Linked DNA regions of Pan troglodytes: region 2 is linked to region 1. A link is a contact called in public Hi-C data. All regions are on one chromosome and are shown on one strand. Each heading gives the region's core, a stretch centred on a gene start, on an enhancer-like site or on the middle of the called end of the contact. The rest is flanking DNA. Distances are from core to core; before and after follow the strand shown. Region 1 holds the start of POU2F1 (POU class 2 homeobox 1). Region 2 overlaps GPA33 (glycoprotein A33).

Region 1 (3,812 bases), core at 723-3,222:
AAAATAGATTTCATAGGCTCTGAAAATGAAATACAGGACAGATTTTTTCCCCCTAGGCCCAATACTACTGCAAAGTATAAGAAAGTCTTTTTAAGAGAAAACAAACCATCACAGAGTTGATACTTAGCTAGGACCTGTTTTAATGCTAGTAAAGCCCCAAGAGAGTTTGTTTTGCCCGCAGAGGAGGGGAAAGTGTGTGGAAGTTGGTGGAGGTAGTCATTTTGGTTATTAGTAAATAAATCAAGCAGCAGAGAACATGAGGCCTAGGCAACTGCTAGAGAAGCCAAGGCCTAGCTTCCCCCCTCTCTTCCCAGCACGGCCTGGGTTTGATCTCAGAGCCCTGCGGATTGCCAAGGAAAAAAAAAAGAATCATATCGAACCACAAAAGCACATGGGGCGAATGTAAAATATAAACACGGCGTTGGGCTGTGAGTGGCTGTTATTAAAGGTCTGAATTACTAAACATGAGAGGCGGGGAAAGCCAGGCGGCCATTTCAATAATATAAACCTCCCCGAATTAGACATTATTCAAATGAGAAGAGGTTCAGCTAAGCAGAGAGTAAAGACGACCCAGCACACAGCGAGAAAACACCGCCACAGAAGAAGGGAGGGGGATCCCCGTCCCTCCCCACCGACTCCCAACAGGAGAGAGGAAATCGAGAATACGATCAACTTGTCAGGCCAGCCCATTCTGGGGCAGGAGGGCAGCCCTTTACATCCAAGTTCTCGGGAGGCCTCTGGGCGCTTCTGGGGCCTCGGAGCGAGAGGCCCCGGAGGGCCACCCGCTCCGTGCGTCCCGGTCAGGCGCAGGGGGTGGGGGGAACTGAGGGGGGGCAGCGGGGAGGGGCAAAGGGAGACGGAGGTCAGACCACGCCAGGCACCTCCAGCCCAACTCGCCCGCGAAGCCCCGGCCGACAACGCAAAGGGGCTACCGACCGCAGGCCTGGGGCGCGCGGGCCGCCCCAGAGGACATCCCCTCGGAAGGAACTTGCCCCAAGGACTCCTTCCAATCCAGTCCACCCCCCAGGGGGGGCACGCAGACCCCTGCGCGGGTTCCCCACCCCCGCCGCCCCAGGCCACCTCGCAGCTCCCACGACCGCTCACCCCTACCCACCTAGAGAGCAGGCCTGGCTTGGGTCAGGCCACCACATTGGGGACCAGTGGGGCGCGGCCGAGGTGCCTGGGGCCGTGACCCCCGGGCTCAGCCCCGCGCGGGGCGCGGGCAGGGAGCTCCCCCCGCGCGCACCCCCGGTTGCCCTGAGGGCCGCCCCCCAAGGCGGGCAGCGCCCCCCCGCCCGGGCCCGCTCCCGGGGGAAGACGCGTGCGGGTGTCCGGCCTCCGGGGTCCGCTCCGGCCCCGCCGCCTCCCCGGCATTGTGCTCGCCGCCGCCTCCATCCCCCTTCACGCCCCCCACCCCGCGCCCGCCCGGCCCCGGCCGCCCGCCCGCGCCCTATTGCGCCCCGCCGGCCCAGCAGCTATGAATATGTAAAATGTCTTTATTGTCCTCTCCCTCTGCCCCGGCCCCGCCGCCCCGCCGCGGACCCGCTCGGGTTCGGGCACGGCGGCGAGGAGGCGGCAGCGGCGGCCGGCAGAGGAGGAGGGCCGGTGCCGACGGTCGGGCGGCGAGCGGCGGCGGGGTGGGCCGGGGGCAGGAGGAGGGCAGTGGATCGCAGCCCCCTTTGCCCCTTGTCTTCCCCCTCCGCCTGGCCGCTCCGAGCCTCTTTCCCCCTCCGCTCGGCGCCCGGCGGGGGCTCAATGCTCCCCGGCCCCCCATCTCCCCGCCGTTAATTATAATAATCCTGAGTACTAATAAATTATGCTAAGTCGCGGGGGGGGCAGCGGGAGCCGGGGTTGAGTATGAATATGAATATGTAAAATGCTGTAATGATTACCTGCTGCTGCTGCCGCCGCGGCTGAACTCTCATCTTGACTCGCTGCTCCTCCGTCCGCCATTTTGAATATTTTAACCAAAATCGCCCGGTCGATAAACCCTCCCTCGCTCTGGCTCCCCTCCCCCCTCCCGCCCTGCTTGTCTCCTCCCTCCTCTCCGCCCCCTCCCGCTCCTTCCTCTCCCCGGGCGCGCGCCAGGGGGCGCGCGAGGCCGGCTCTGTTCGCCCCGGCCCCCTCAGAAGAGCTCCACCCACTTCCCGCGCTCTGCGCACGCGCCTTCGGGGCGCTGTGGCCCTTCGGTAGCTAAAGCAGCGCCCTCAATCAGCCAGGCACCCTGTGGCTTCATTTTTCGTCTCGGCTCTGCGCATGCGCGCCTTTCTCCTGCCGCCAGAAGTGTCGCCGGCGCATGCGCTCCCTCTAGCTCAGAACCAGATTATATAGTGTCCTGGGCGCCTGTGTCTTCTTACACTTCTCCCTTTTCCTCCCGCCTTGCTTCCCTCCTGGCTTCGCTCCGGTCTCCCCCAGTGGCCTGTGGCATTGTAAAAGCACGGCAAGGAGCGCAGCGGCCAGAAATGTGGGGGCGCGTGCCCTGTGCTCCGCATCTTTCTTCAGGCTTTCCGCGCAGTTGAAACATTGGCAACAATGGATAAGCCGCTCCTCGCTAGGTAATTTCCGGCCCTCTGGGCAGGTAGGGGCGGAAACGACCGCCGCGGGAGCCGGGCATGAAGCACCTGCTGAGCCACACGCGGGCCTCCCGCTTTAAATTTGAATCCGAGCTAATCCCCGCCCCCGGCTCTGCCAGTGCAGGAGAACCCGGCCCCGGCAAACGCGAGGGGGAGTGTCGTGTGATTGTTTTAATTAGCCCTACATCTCTTCTGCTCTACCTGCTTCTAACGCCAGGCTGGCTTCCTCGGGAGCTAGGCGTCTTATTAAGTCGCTAATTTCCGCCCTACCCTTCCTTTCTGCCTTCACGCCCCTCTAACGCCGCTCCCCCCAATCGAAACAGACCCCGTATTCTGAGGCTTCCCCCCGCGCCTTCTTCCCGCCTTGGAACACCTTTTAAAACCTAGCAGTAAGCTGATGACTAATAAAAATGTCGAAATCGTAACTTCATCGTGAATTTTATTTTGCTGTGTTTCTCGGAGTAAATATGGTATTGGGGAAAGGTTTCGCGTTGCACATATCTTTCTTGGTAACTAGACATAATGTTGCTGAGTTTTCTTTATCTTAAATGGCGAAATTCCCTGGACAAAGTCCCAGGTCTAATTTTACGAATTTTTAAAGCCCTATTTTTGTTTGTTTGTTTTTTAAGAATAGAAAGGTGTATTTCATGGTAAGCAAAGTTTAAAAAAAATCAGCTCTAGTTAATCTGTCTTGAGAGATATGACTGAAGTTTAAATTGGGTAGAACTGCTGGTTCTACAATTAAAAACAAAACTGATTTCCAAGTGAGTGCAATTATTTTAATGGGTAAAGTTTTAATCATCAGTCCTAGCATGCTCGTTGGACTCCTTTAACTGTGCAAGTACAGTTAAAGCTATTGTCAGTGACAGGCAACGATTTGGGGGTGGGATTGATTTGTTCGTGGTAATTAAGCCTTAGGGTGTGTGCATGACTGTTTGAACCAAATAATTAGACCGCCCTGTAATCTAATTATTTAGAGCCACGCCAACCAGCACACTTAAGGAAATGAAATATTTAACTAGTTAATCTGGAAATATGGCCTAAGTTATTTTCACCAGCATTACTGTAAGGGAAGTCTCAGAATTGACAACCTTATTGGAAATAGTTAAGTACATGCCCCTGCTCTGGGGACCACAAATTTGAAATCATCTCCATTAACAAAAAGAGCTCAAATACCCTCATTTAATTTCCTATCTTCTATTTAATCCTAGTTTTGCTCTTTGGTTCAAAAAGTATATT
Region 2 (3,812 bases), core at 791-3,290, 160 kb after region 1:
CAAGTCACGTGTCCGCCTCTTGGTCCTCGGTGAGTGTCTTCATGTCTTTCAGGAGTTGTAGGAAGAGGGTGGGCTGGTGGCAGCACAGGGAGAAGAGCCCAGGTGTTGAGACGAAGCCAGAGGCAGCAACAAGGAGCTAAGACTCCTCACCTCGTCCAGGCTGTCTTCAGCAGAGGGACCGCTCCTCCCTTTGGAACTAAACACTATTCTGAGTTCTCCGCCAATGGCCAACAGTTCTCGAGGACAGAGAAGGCCGACTTGGAGTGGTCCCTTGCTCTGTCGGTGTCCTTTCCTCCACACCAGCTCCTCTTTTTCATACCACACTTATTACAAAGATAAAGGAAAATCTTAAATCCTATTGCAAAGACTCATTGTGCCTTAACTGGGTGCTCAGGGGGCCACATCATGATTCTCTTATATCTTTCCCTGCCGTAACTTTGGCTACCCAGCAGAAATTCTTCCTGCCACCATCTGCTCACCCCCATCCCTCAACAGATACTCCATCAATCAGGTTCTACTCCCTTTGAAATGTGTCCCAAGATAACATTCTTTTCATAGGAATGACTTATTATTGGAATTTATAGTTTGGGAAGGATCTGAAAGATCATCTACTTTAATATCCTCATTTTGTAGATGAGGCCCAGAGAAAGGAAGCAACTGACTCAAAGTCAAATCGTTATTGGAAAAGAACTGTTATTTAATGAGCACTTAGTCTATGTCCAATATAAGAAATGGCACCACTGCTGGGAGGTAGCAATGCTTTAAACCAAAACAAAGATCTTTTTTCCTTCTTCCTTTTACATATTTGATTGCATTTTATTTTTAATTAATATGTTTAATTTAAATTAAATTTATTTTAAAATTTAATTTAATTAATAATTAAGATATTTTTATTGCATAAGGTGGTTGCCTGACGTTTTGAAAGCATTATAGTGAGTCCAACTATACAACTATGCAAACTAGCATTGTATAAAGAATAACTAAGGTCTCCTTCCGCCCTACCCCCTAGAGAGGTAGCCAATGGCAACACAGGTAGGTATTCCATATTTTCCTCATGTCCTTTCAACACACACACACTCTTGCATACTTTTCTCTTTTCCTTTCTTTCCTTTAAAAAAATGGAATCATGTTATAAAGATCACTCTGCGTTTTTTCTTTCTAACCTTGTTTCATGCACATTTCTCCAGATCGGCACATGCAGATCTACCGATTAACAGCATACATTCCATCACACGGAGGTACCATGATTTATTCAAGTGTTCCATACTGATGAATATTCAGGCTGTTAACATTTTTTTGTATGAACAATACTACAATAGACATCCCATACACACACGTACATATGTATGTTAGGGGTCCCTTAAATAGGTCTCATTTCCTTTGGGCAATGGAAGTATTAATGCACAGTCCCCCGAAATCCTCCACATAAGCATTATATAAATGCTGATCCCTCTCCCTCCCAATCAGGGCCAGCCAGAAGGATACAAATTTAATCTGAGATTATGGAACTCGGTGAAACCAATGTTTTACTTTTTTAAAAAAGAAGAAGGGTCGGGTGCGGTAGCTCACGCCTGTAATCCCAGCACTTTAGGAGGCCGAGGCGGAGACCAGCCTGAGCAACATAGCCAGACCTCCTCTCTACAAAAAAAAAATAAAAAAATTGAGGTGGAGGATCTCTTGAGTTGGGGAGGTCGAGGCTGCAATGAGCCGTGATCGAGCCGCTGCTCTCCCACCTGGGTGACAGAGACCGGCCTCAAAACAAACAAGCGAGCAAGCGAGCAAGCAAGCAAACAAACAAAAAACACAGAGAAAAGAAAGAGCCCATTTTTTAATGCACTCGAAGAAACAAGTTTAAATTATATACATATAAACATATATAAACAAATAAAAACATATATAAACATTCACACACACGTTTTCTTTCCTAATGGCTTTGCAGCTAGGCTATTTTAAGGCAGCCAGCCCACTGGGGCTGGATGACCTCAGTAAACCGAGGCGAGCATGAAGCTCCCAGCCCGGCGGCCTCTCAGCCCGCGCCTCGGGGCAGCACGCGTGGTCTCAGTCTCGGTCTCGGCTGGGAAAACTGGGGCTCCGGGACCGGGGACCCGGTGCTCCGGCCTCTGGCGCCCCCTGACGTCTGTAGCGGGAGTCGCAGGCTTCGGAGAGGCCTTGGCACCCGACTGGTTCCGTTTCCCCTCCCTCCCTATCACTGCTCCTCCAGTGAATATTCAGGTAACATCTGCATTCTGCTGGGGAGGTAAGACTGATAATATACCGAGTCCCCCGGAGGTCTCACGGGCCCCACATGTGTGGAAGGACGATTTGATCTGTTAAAGATCTGTTTGATCGGAGGTCCTACCTGTTTTTGACGGTGGAAGGCTGAGGAGAGAGACCTTAGTGAGGGATCTGGACAGGGTGAGAGCAGGGGTTCCTGGGTGAGGCCAGAGGGTTTAGGGGCTGGGAACTGACACATTCCGCCCTAAGGCTGATCTTTTTGGGAGTGGCTGGTCACTTCTTTGCCATTGTCTGTACCTCTGCCTCTGGAGAGAATTAAGGATTTGCTTTCAGCAGTTTTCCCTTAGAAAATGGTGGTTTCAGCAAAGCTGTAACAGTTTTTGGATGCATTCAGATGCCTTTGAGTGCTCTGTAGATGCCAGTAGGCCTCAGTTACTTTTCTTCCCTTTTTGTCTTTTATCCCAAAGAACCCTGGTTGTAGAAAGGCTCTACTGTCAGTCATGCACACTTGGTGTGACTTTGGGGACACCTGGGACTCCTCAGATGGGATTGGTGTTTTGCCCGCTCTCCAATTGTGGAATAAAGCCTTTGCTTCTGATTCAAGGCATTCCTGGGAAAAGGCTGAATGGTTTGGATGCGTGGAGAGGGATGCTCCTATACCTCTGAAAAGCTCAAGAGATAAAGCTTGGCTCAGCAAGCCCATCCTAGGGGTCCTCTGGGAAGTGGTGTTCACCTTCTCTTGTTCCCCGGGGACCTGCTTGTTGGCTGCTGGTAAGAGTGGTCCTTAGGCCGCAGACTCCCCCTCCCCACACAGCTCCAGTCCCAGGGTCTGGTGCAGGATAGATGAGGCCCGGCCTTGAACTTTGGACCTCTTATGTTTAGGAACCATCCAAGGGAAAGTGACAATCAGGGAGGGCCTCTAATTTCCCTCATGCTTGCCCCACACCTGGCCAGCCCTCACTATGGCAGCAGGAGATGTTGGGCACACCCAACAATAGCCTGGCTCTTTCCAAGAGGAAATACTGTGGCTGCTGGGCTAGAGGAGAGTGGTGTGTGTGGAAGGGTTTCTCTCAGCAGCTGCCGGGTGGGGCCGAGATCAGAATGCACTCCTGATGCTCAGCGACTGTGCACCTGGATTATAGAATGGGCAGCACTGTTTATTGGGCAAGCAAGCCATCCAAGGGGATGTGAAAAGAAAGACGCAGAGGAGACAGGCTTGCCACCTAGGGATTCCAGGAGCAACCCTCTCCACTCTGTGTCCTCCCCTTCTCACCTCCAAGGACACGACCTGAAGTCTCAAGCATGCTTCATGCTGCTTCTTGCCTCTGAGCCTTTGCACATGCTGTTCACTCTGCCTGGAGTACCATCACCTCTTTCTCCGACCACCACTCCCACCTCCACCACTGGCCTTGTTTACTGTCATGCTTCCTTCACGTCACAGCTGATCTTGGGTTTCGGGCTGTATTTAGGCCTTATCTGCCCCAGCAGCCTTGCCTCCTGTCTGGTCATTGTTCAGCTACTTGTCTTTTGCCCCCACTAGATTCCTTGACCCACTCACTGTGTCCTCCAAGTGCCCA

Evidence for each region. A called contact is a pair of places that touch in the nucleus more often than the background predicts.
Region 2: a Hi-C map of stem cell-derived neural progenitor cells shows a contact between it and region 1, with 7 times the contacts expected there. The contact joins the enhancer-like site here to the promoter of POU2F1 in region 1. A contact is called at or near these places in 3 of 7 Hi-C or Micro-C datasets (induced pluripotent stem cells and stem cell-derived neural progenitor cells), 1 of 1 datasets of contacts at active chromatin or transcription factors (stem cell-derived excitatory neurons) and 1 of 1 other capture datasets (stem cell-derived neural stem cells).

The regions. Positions count from the first base shown.
Region 1 is chr1:81,886,626-81,890,437 of NHGRI_mPanTro3-v2.0_pri, forward strand. It overlaps POU2F1 (POU class 2 homeobox 1), which reads right to left and starts at 1,973. Exons shown (of 16, transcript NM_001279883.2): 1 at 1,893-1,973.
Region 2 is chr1:82,051,376-82,055,187 of NHGRI_mPanTro3-v2.0_pri, forward strand. It overlaps GPA33 (glycoprotein A33), which reads left to right. Exons shown (of 7, transcript XM_001174712.5): 3 at 1-29. Among named protein-coding and RNA genes, the nearest start is that of GPA33, 23 kb to the left of the region's middle. Within about 2 kb of position 2,041, at least 7 of the 24 cell types and tissues checked have an H3K27ac peak or open chromatin away from gene starts, as enhancers often do. A contact at or near this core is called in stem cell-derived neural progenitor cells, where this site is marked.